2 separate regions of the Sus scrofa genome follow, and region 2 is linked to region 1. Evidence: chromatin contacts called from public Hi-C data. All regions are on one chromosome and are shown on one strand. The core of a region is the stretch at or near the end of the contact, and the rest is flanking DNA. Distances in the headings are between cores, read along the strand shown.

Evidence for each region. A called contact is a pair of places that touch in the nucleus more often than the background predicts.
Region 2: a contact with region 1 is called in a Hi-C map of omental adipose tissue, with 2.1 times the contacts expected there. The contact joins two enhancer-like sites. A contact is called at or near these places in 15 of 47 Hi-C or Micro-C datasets (alveolar macrophages, embryonic fibroblasts, fetal skeletal muscle and 9 more) and 1 of 2 datasets of contacts at active chromatin or transcription factors (alveolar macrophages).

What each region holds. Positions count from the first base shown.
Region 1 is chr13:72,672,705-72,677,383 of Sscrofa11.1, reverse strand. No RefSeq gene overlaps it. Among named protein-coding and RNA genes, the nearest start is that of TPRA1, 13 kb to the right of the region's middle. Within about 2 kb of position 2,448, at least 26 of the 83 cell types and tissues checked have an H3K27ac peak or open chromatin away from gene starts, as enhancers often do. A contact at or near this core is called in mesenteric adipose tissue and omental adipose tissue, where this site is marked.
Region 2 is chr13:73,222,823-73,227,084 of Sscrofa11.1, reverse strand. All of the region lies in intron 4 of CHCHD6 (MICOS complex subunit MIC25), which reads left to right. Among named protein-coding and RNA genes, the nearest start is that of CHCHD6, 38 kb to the left of the region's middle. Within about 2 kb of position 1,329, at least 14 of the 83 cell types and tissues checked have an H3K27ac peak or open chromatin away from gene starts, as enhancers often do. A contact at or near this core is called in mesenteric adipose tissue and omental adipose tissue, where this site is marked.

The DNA of each region.
Region 1 (4,679 bases), core at 1,199-3,698:
TTTGTCCAGTGGGGTTATCCTCTGACCTAGTAGCCCACTGCCACCCGTGGACCTGGAGGCAAGCCAGGTACCAAGAAATGACGCATTGCCTAAATTACGTCAGAGGAGCCACTGCTGCTGTGTGTGTGATGGTGAAATCATAGCAACCAGGGTCCAGGAACAGAGATACTCCCTCCAGTTAATGGCAGATTCAGGGAACTCTGCAGATAGGACATTAAGGGAGAAAACCAGCATGTAGAGCTGAGTGTTTGTTAAAGAAACACTAGGAAAATCCCTAAGAAGCCATGTCAGTGTGTAGTGGCAGGCAGGTACAGGGGAGAGCACTGGAACTTTGAAACCTTGTGAGAATATATTTTCTACTCAGAAATTTAAAATCAGTGTGTATGGCTTTAGTGGAATGAAGGAAGGAAGCCAAATGCAGAAGAGTGTGGAGGACGCTACAGCTTGAGGGGAAGGCGCATCCCCTGATGTGTGTAGTAGCTTTGGAAGGCAACCCCCTCCCACAAAGTGCTATCCCAGTGGCCTCTGGGAGAGGGGGACCACCCTTCATTGTTGATCCTTTGGATGGTTGGATTCACATTTTCTGTACTTATTTTTATCATAAACATGTTTTAGAAGTTTTCCAATCAAAAGAAATAATACAGCATTTCCCCAGCACAGGCTGTGCCACAAGCCAGGCACTGTTCTAGTGTTTGCACGAGCCTAGCAAATACCACTGTTGCTTCCTTTTTATAGCCAAGGATGGAGCCCGGAGAGGTCAGGGCCTTGCCAGGCATCACATGCAGGCTGGCACACAGGATGGCCCCCAGGCCAGCTGGAAACTACTGACCCCATGGTTCCACCTGTTCAACACTAGAGTACCCACTATAAAACCCTCTCAACCTGAGTTTTCTTAAATATCTCCCAGGATAGGAAACTCACCATCTTACAAGGAGGTTATTCCTGGCCAGATCGTTCAGTTAAAACATTCCTCCTGGAGTTCCCCTCGTGGCTCAGAGGAAATGAATCTGACTAGTATCCATGAGGATGCAGGTTCAATCCCTGGCCTTGCTCTGTGGGTTAAGGATCCCTCGTTGCCATGAGCTGTGATGTAAGTTGCATACACAGCTTGGATCTGGCATTGCTGTGGCTGTGGTGCAGGCCAGCAGCTACAGCTCCGATTTGACCCCTAGCCTGGGTAACCTCCATATGCCTTGGGTGCAGCCCTAAAAAAGACAAAGAACAAAAGCTCCTCCTCACTCAGTAGTTGTGCTTCCCCACCCCTGCCCTGCCCTGGGGACCACCTGCTCCTTCTGTCAGGGAAAGCCCTGTGGTCACAGGAAGCTCGGAGCACCTGGGGCTCTGCTTCAGGCCGAGCAGTCTTGCTCATCCCATTGGGTGACTCAGGCAAGTCCCTTTTCCTCTTGGCACAGATATGGGTAACATGCCCCTTCCTCAAGGTTGCTCTGAGCCTTTCAAGATGGAGTCGGTGCACAGGCTGCCCCAGCCAGTCTCCCAACTCCTCCCAACTCCATGCTTTGGCCATATTAACCTCTGGTTTTGCCTAAATTAGCCAATATTGGGTGTACCTCAGGGCCTTTGCACTTACTGTTCCCACTTTCTGGAAAGCTCTATGTCTGCATCTTCCCATCCCTGGTCTCATATAACAGGCATGTGACCTCCTTGAAGAGGCCTGACCACACTTGCTGGTAGCATCCCCCACCTGTTCCCTTTCCTACCTTCCCATTTCATCCTGGAATCGGCTTCCTTGACCTGCTCCTGAGGACAAGGACTTCGTGGATCCCAGGGCCCGGACAGTGTGTGGCATGTGGTGGGTGTTGATTGAAAATGTGAGTGCATGGGAAGAGGCAGGGACAAGCCAGGCCTGTCCACGGGGCCGCAGGTCTAAGTGTCCATCTCTGGGGGTCTGTTACCAGCCCTGCCCTTGCACCCCTCTGCTCTCCCATCCCCCACACAGGGCAGAGGTGAGGCCCAGAGGCCACCCTCCCAGAGAAACATTAGGGCTCTAAATTCCATTTAAAACAGTTTAATTGCCTAATTGCTCTGCTCCTCCGTGCAGTTTGTTAGCAGAAACAGCCCTGCAGCAGCCAGGCCAGCCTAGCAGAAAATTGGTGTCTCAGCCAGAGGAATTAAAGAGACAGAGCCCAGCCGCCCACAGCCCCTCACACCTGCCGGCCCCACCAAGGGACAAGGCCCAGAGGCCTCAGGATGATCTTGGTGGTGAGGCCGGAGAGGGCCTGCTGGCCAGTGCTCCCATGTCTGTGTGTTGGGACATAAGCTAGGCTAAGCGTGCTTCCTTTTTCTTTGTGTAAACTATGCTTTCAAATAGGGAACACATGCCAGTTGTGATTCAAGGTGCAGATGGGTCTGCAGCTAAGGTGAGCCTCCCTTTTCCCACCCTGACCCTCCCAGCCTCTCCCAGGCAGGGCTGTTAGGACTCCTGTGGGTCCCCCTAGAGGTGGCTCATTTTTATGTTTGCACAGAACTGTTCACACAGTCGCACACTGTGAGCTCTGTTCTGCTCCTTTCCCAGCTTTCTCTGTCTCGAGACTGTTCTCACCTGAGTTGACCTGGCTCCTCACCCTTCAGGCAGCTGCCCTGTCCCTGCAGAGTGACAGCACATCCGTCCCAGAAGCCGCCCAAGCCTCCTGCCTCTGTGAGCCACCTGCGATCTTCATCCTTATTCAGACCTCATTGTCACACACGGGAGGAGGAGGGGCTGTGTGTGCAGAATGCACATTCCTTTTCAAAACTGGGTTTATTTTTCCTCTCACACAAAGCAAGCCTGGATTCCTAAGGGATCAGAAAGAGCCACAATCCTCCCAACTCAGAAACCACCTTGATCACACCCAGACCCAACTCCTCGAGTCCTTGCTGATGCAGACTTATTTTACCCAAATGTCTTCAGAGGGTGAAGACCGTTTGCAAGCTGCTTCCCTTTCTCAGTCTACAGTAAACAAGGCTTGTCTCCCCATGGAAGTTAACAGCCGAGTTTGGTTTGAGGGCCTGACCACTCCCTTAGTGGAATCCTGACTGCTGCCAACTGTGTGTTATTACGAGCTGCACTGCAGGGAAATTCCTTGACGGGGAGTCTTGGCACACATCCTTTATTCTGTCCTTAGGGCAGCTTCCCAGAAGTGGAATTTCTAGGTCAAGAGGCGTATACTTTTTTGAGAGGAGAGCTGCACATTTTTGAAATGTGTGTGTGTGTGTGTGTTTCTTTGTGTGTCTGTGTGCCTGTGCCCAGAGGCACCTGCAGGTTCCCCAGCAAACCTGCTGTGTGACTGCATAATGGGTGTGTCAGCTTTCTCTCCAAGCAGTCTCAGAACTGCTGCTCCTTTGCCTGGGCGCTGGCAGAACAGGTGTGGCCCCCCACCTGCTCACTGCCCTGCTCTCTACACTCTGCAGATCTCACCCTGACCCCCAAGCTGGGCCAAGGCCAGCTCTCCTCTGCCCTGGATGCTCTTGGTAACCAGGGTCAGAAGCCCAGCTAGAGTGGCCCTGGAACAAACTGGGAGAAGTCCACATCTCTGCATCCAGGACTCCAGGCCCACGTGGATGCAGGTGTTGAAAGAAGGCCAGAATCCCTGTCTGTCCCTGGGTTCTGGTTTGCTCTGTGCTGGCTGTGCCCTTGGGCTGGCCAAGGGGAGGCAGAAGCTCCTGTAGCCAGCTCCAGGCTCCCCACTTCTCGCCTACAATGCATCACCTCCTATTTCCTACCCTTCCAGACAACAGCCTGGATGTGCTGTGATAGGACCAGCTGAGACCACATAACCTCAGAACCATAAGCCCTGCTGTCCGGCCCTGCCCACGTCTGCTCCCTTGGCAGCTGGCAGGGATGAGGTCAGCAGCCAAGCACCATCACTGATCTCGTCACTCCCAGGGTAGCTGTGGTCTCAGGACTCCCAGAAATCCAAGGAGCCCCCAGCCCCAGAGGAGGAGAGGGGCCTGGGGCCAGAAGCAGCAGTTTCAAGGGAGAGAAGTCAAAGGCAACAAGGCTTAAGCTGGTTTTCTTTGAAAAGCGCTAAGTGATTTGGCCAAAAGAGTGACTAGAAAACACTTAACTGTGACTCTGGGACATACACACCTGTAAATGTCCCCACTGTTCCTTTCTTCCTGCGTGGGCCTCCCAACCTGACTGATCAGAGGCTCTTTTTTTTTCTTTTTGCCATTTCTTGGGCCACTCCCGAGGCATATGGAGGTTCCCAGGCTAGGGGTCTAATCGGAGCTGTAGCTGCCAGCCTACGCCAGAGCCACAGCAACTTGGGATCCGAGCCGCGTCTGTGACTTACACCACAGCTCACAGCAACGCTGGATGGTTAACCCACTGAGCAAGGGCAGGGCTCGAACCCGCAACCTCATGGTTCCTAGTCGGATTCGTTAACCACTGCGCCACGATGGGAACTCCCAGAGGCTCTTTGAAGCTGCACCTGAACCTTCACCACAGATGATGCTCCCATACCCAAATGCAATCAAGTCGGATTTCTATGCTCCAGTGAACTGCTACTCATCCTGCAAAACCTGCCCAATATCACTTCCTCAGGGATTCCCTCATTTCTTCTTGCAAGGCTGGCCCAGGATGACCCATCTCTGCCCTTGGAGCAGCATCATCTATCAGTGACCTGGTCATATCCCTTCCTCCCATGAGAGGGAACCTAGGGTGAGGATATTTTGATCAC
Region 2 (4,262 bases), core at 80-2,579, 550 kb before region 1:
GGGTTGCTGCCCTGAAGGTGCTGTACAGATTCTAGGTGGAGAGTGCACAGTAGCAGCACCAGGGTGCTGGGTTTTAACCTCCGCTTATAGGTAAAGGCAGGAACCTAATCAAGTCAGTCCGTGAAGTAGTCAGGGCAAATAGCGCGGTCTCTGAGTCATAGTCTGAACAGACCTAAGAGGGAGGTACTGAGTTGTAGAAAAATGCAAAGCATCCCGTCTGTTACCTAAGCCAGTTGTGTGGCCTCTGTGACGTGTCTCTGGGTGTTGGTGTTCCCATCTGGATCACGGGACAGAAGTGCCTTCTTCGGAGTGGTTGTGGGGCTGGAGTGACATGTTCCGGTGCTGTTCCCTCCTGGGGATGGAGCAGCACCCGGCCACAGGGAGTGTCCATACTGCCGTGCATGGTTGTGCCAGGGCACCCAGTGGCCCCCATCCTGGGCTGATCTCCTAGTAAGGTGCTGACTGTTGGTGGACGAGGAGCTGGGGCAAGGAGGCTGGCCTGTGCAGGGACATTCTCCCTGGGGTTTCCTCTAGTGCAGGCTGCTCACCTGCCCAAGTGCCAGTCCTGTGTGCCCACCCCACTGGTTCTCAGGGTGAATTGGTTTCTGCCTGTGTCAGTGCTTCCAGAGCCCCCAGGCCGCTCTCCTCAAGGATGACGCACCTCACATGAGTTCTGTTTGAAGCCACCACAGCGTCCACCCTCCACCTTTTCTAGAAGGTCACGTTAGAAGAGGTGGAGGAAGGCACCTGCAGCCTTCTGGTCTTAGAGGCCATCCCTTGGAAGGGCCCCAGGTAAGCAGCTGGTGGCAGATGAGGACATGGCCACCAGGAGGAAGTAAGGCTGCTGCCAGTCTTCCTGGGTCTGGCCTCTTGTCGGGGAGGTAGGGAGGGGTCATATTCTAGACCCCTGGGGAAGGCAGTCTGCAGGGGGTCAGAGCCTTCACGGAGAAGGTGGAGGATGGCTTGTCGGGAACAGGTGGAGCGGGGCAGAGTTGAGGAGGGTCAGGGTCAGAAGAAGTTCTGGGGGGAGTGACTTGAGGCAGCTCTTGCAGCGTCTGTGCTGGCCAGTACACGGTGTCCTACCTCGGTAGCCAGGGATGTACACAGTGGATCTTTGGAGCTGGGAACAGGTTTCAAACCCATCTCGCTCAGTCCTATTGCTAAGTAGGGGTATGAGGCCCAGATGACGTCGCACTCCTGTCCAGAGACCTGAGCTGGTGTGCCTTCTGAACCCCTTGGCATGTGTCTCAGGCCCCCTTGGCCATGGGGTTGTCTCTGAGGCCCTGCTGCACACTGGCCTGGGGAGGCGTCTCTCACACGTTCTTTGAAATGTCGAGGTCTCACTGCGCTCCTCAGGGGTTCCGCACTGAATCTGGATTTGAGTTGCTGTAGCTCTTTTTTTGGCAGCCTGATTATTTAGGCCTGACAGGTAGGCACAACTGTCTCATGAAATGCAGAAATATTTGTGTGGCTTGGGAGAAAAATGGAACATTCCCTTAGTTTAAAAAAAGAACACTGGTCATTCCTTTTATTCATAAACTCTGTATTAAAATTTGTTGTCATTAAATATGTGAAATGGAAACGAAGTATCACTTGGACCTTGTAGCTATGAACTGCTCAGGTATTAGGTGCTGCGGTGCATCTGACAGGTGTGCACACCCAGGTTGTGTGTTGTAGATGCCACGCCTCCTAATGCTGGGTCCTGAGCTGGGTGCTCCGCCTGTGTCTCTCACCAGGCCCAATCCTGTTTCACAGGCTTCAGGGGAGAGGGCTCCAGGTGATGTCCCTCCAGGCATGACCAGCCACCCTCTGCTTCACCCACCCCCTCCGTGCACTGGAATCTGGGGCAGGGGGTGGGGAGGGGAAGGGAAGAAGGGGGATGCAAAGGCAGCAGAAGCCTCTGTTGGTTCTGTTAAATACGCTTTCTTCTGAGAATCAATAGTTTTTGTAAAAGGAGGAAGATGAATGTGATTATATTGCTTCTCTTTGTCTGCAGAAGACCCTCTGGGCTGCTGGAGAACCAGCATCCTTGTGTGTTGTGTAGGGGGGTGGGGGGTGGGGGTGGCACCTCTTTACCCTCATCCTTTTCTGTGAGGCCTCCTCCCACTGGGGTGTAAGTCTGCCGGCCATGGAGTTAGTGTCTCCCATTTCATTCGCGTTGTGTCCCCTTGGCAAACCCAGGGCCCTGCCATGCTGTCAGGCATGCACGTAGGCTGGAAGGCCCAAAGTTGCCGTCTCTCCCTCTTACGACGTCGTACACTCCCCTGTCCCTGCAAGCACACCGCTGTCCTGTGCTTTCTGTGTTGGCACTGGGGCGCCTCATGGACGGGACAGAGTTCTGTTGACTGAAAAAAAAAAAAAAAAAAGCCCAACCTATAAGGTGAGAGTTCTGTTTTATTGGGTGGACATTCTGAGGACTTAAGCGTGGGACACAGCATCTCAGATAAGGCTGAGATGGCTCTGAGGAGGCTGCGGGAGCAGAATATACAGGAGATTTTGTAACAAAAGACTGGGTTAGCAGAGCATTGAAAGATCCCTGTTAATAAAAGAAAACCAGGTGTTTCAGGTTAAGGAATGCAACGCTTTTCTGAGTGTGGAAAGAGGCAAGTCAGGGCTCACCGACGTCATTCCTGTGATGTGCAGCTCAGCTCTCTGGGGCCTGCATCCTGTCTTCCCACCCTGAGTCTCCTCAGGGGCCACTGTCAGGGTGGCTGCAGTGGCCGAGGGCTTGGCAGCAGGCAGGCTGTTTGTCTCCACCCACGCCCCCTCAGGGCTCACTGTTGGGCGGCTGCAGCATCCCATGTTTGCTGATGTGAGCTCGCAGTTCCTACCCATGTAGAGCTGTGTTGGGTGGCAGGCACACAGCAGGCCCATGGAGAACAAGTCAGGTGGTGAGCATCTTGAAGCAAGCCAGGCTGGTGTAAGGAGCGGAGGGTAGGTGTGCTTTTCTCTTTTCACTGAGTCCTGTTCATGCAACACATTTTAAAGTTAAGTCAGTGCACTTCCTGAGTTGACATTCTTGTGGAGCCATTGCCTCTCCACAGTTTCAGAACAGGTTTGTCACCCCTGAGGGTCCGTCAGGGTGCTGTTTTGTATGGGGTAGTGATGTTCGAGAGCCAAGTAAGGAAGTGACCAGCGAATGTGGGGCTGGAGCTTTCCTGGTGGAGGAGCTGGAGAGTGGGGTGGAGAGCTGGCATGGGGAGCATGGGGACCAGCAGGGAGGACTGTGAGCTGGTCAGCCAAGTAGGGGAGTGCATGGTGGCCAGGCCGGTGGGCCTGTGAGGCCAGCACAAGAGATCGTGTGCTGGGCATGCAACAGGCGCACTAGGTGCAGTGTCCTCCCCGTCTGCCTCCCTGGACCTCGACTGATCAGAGTTCTTGTTTGTCTGAGTCTGGTAACCTGCTTGTGTCCGGAGAAGGGCAGCAGGGCTGTGTGACATGTGTGTTTCAGTGTCTTTCCAGGCCTGTAGGCTGGCTGGTGATTACGCATCTCCACCTCTTCCTCCTGTTTGTCTCCCCATGGATAACAGTCTCAAAAATCAAACAGCATGCGTGCTTTCCTTGATAAAATTGCAGGTTGTACTTTGCTTTAAGGAAACGCGATCTGACCTGTTTGGTGGAGGTCCAGGGAAAGAGACCTAAAATGAGCAGGGTTGGGGGGCAAGGAGGAATCAGGGCTGCTCTGTGAAGCCGGTCCTAACGGTGAGGGCTGCATGGATCGAGAGTAAATGGGGGGATGAACAGATTCCTTGACCTACCTCAGCCCTGACCAGGAGGGCTCCTCCGAGGTCCAGTGGGAAATGCTGCTCTTAGGCAGCCTGAGCCTCTTGGGGGACACTGTGAGCTGGCTCAAGCCAGAAGCCTCAGCTGGTTTTGAGAAAGGTTTCCATGGACGGGGCCTGGAAGCTGCAGGGACAGGTGAATGCTGACATTGAGGCTTACATGGCCCCCTGTGGGTGGCCTCCTGCTGCCAGGAGTGAGCCCAGGGGTGTTGAGCTGGAGCACGGGGTTCATAGGAATTTGCAGGTGTCAGCATCTACTCTCACATAAAGAAGAGGAAGGAGTTGGAAGAGAAAGAGGATCTGTGTGATCCCAAGAGAACAAATCTAAAGGCTGTGGTCTGTCCACAGCCCTCGGGCCTTCCCACTGTGCGTGAACCTCCCCTCAGGACTTGGGGGAATGCAGGTTGTTGGGAAGTTTTTGAGCTGGAATTCAGCACGGGCAGAACTCTTCCAAGCCCTCAGTGGCCCTGTTGGGACCTT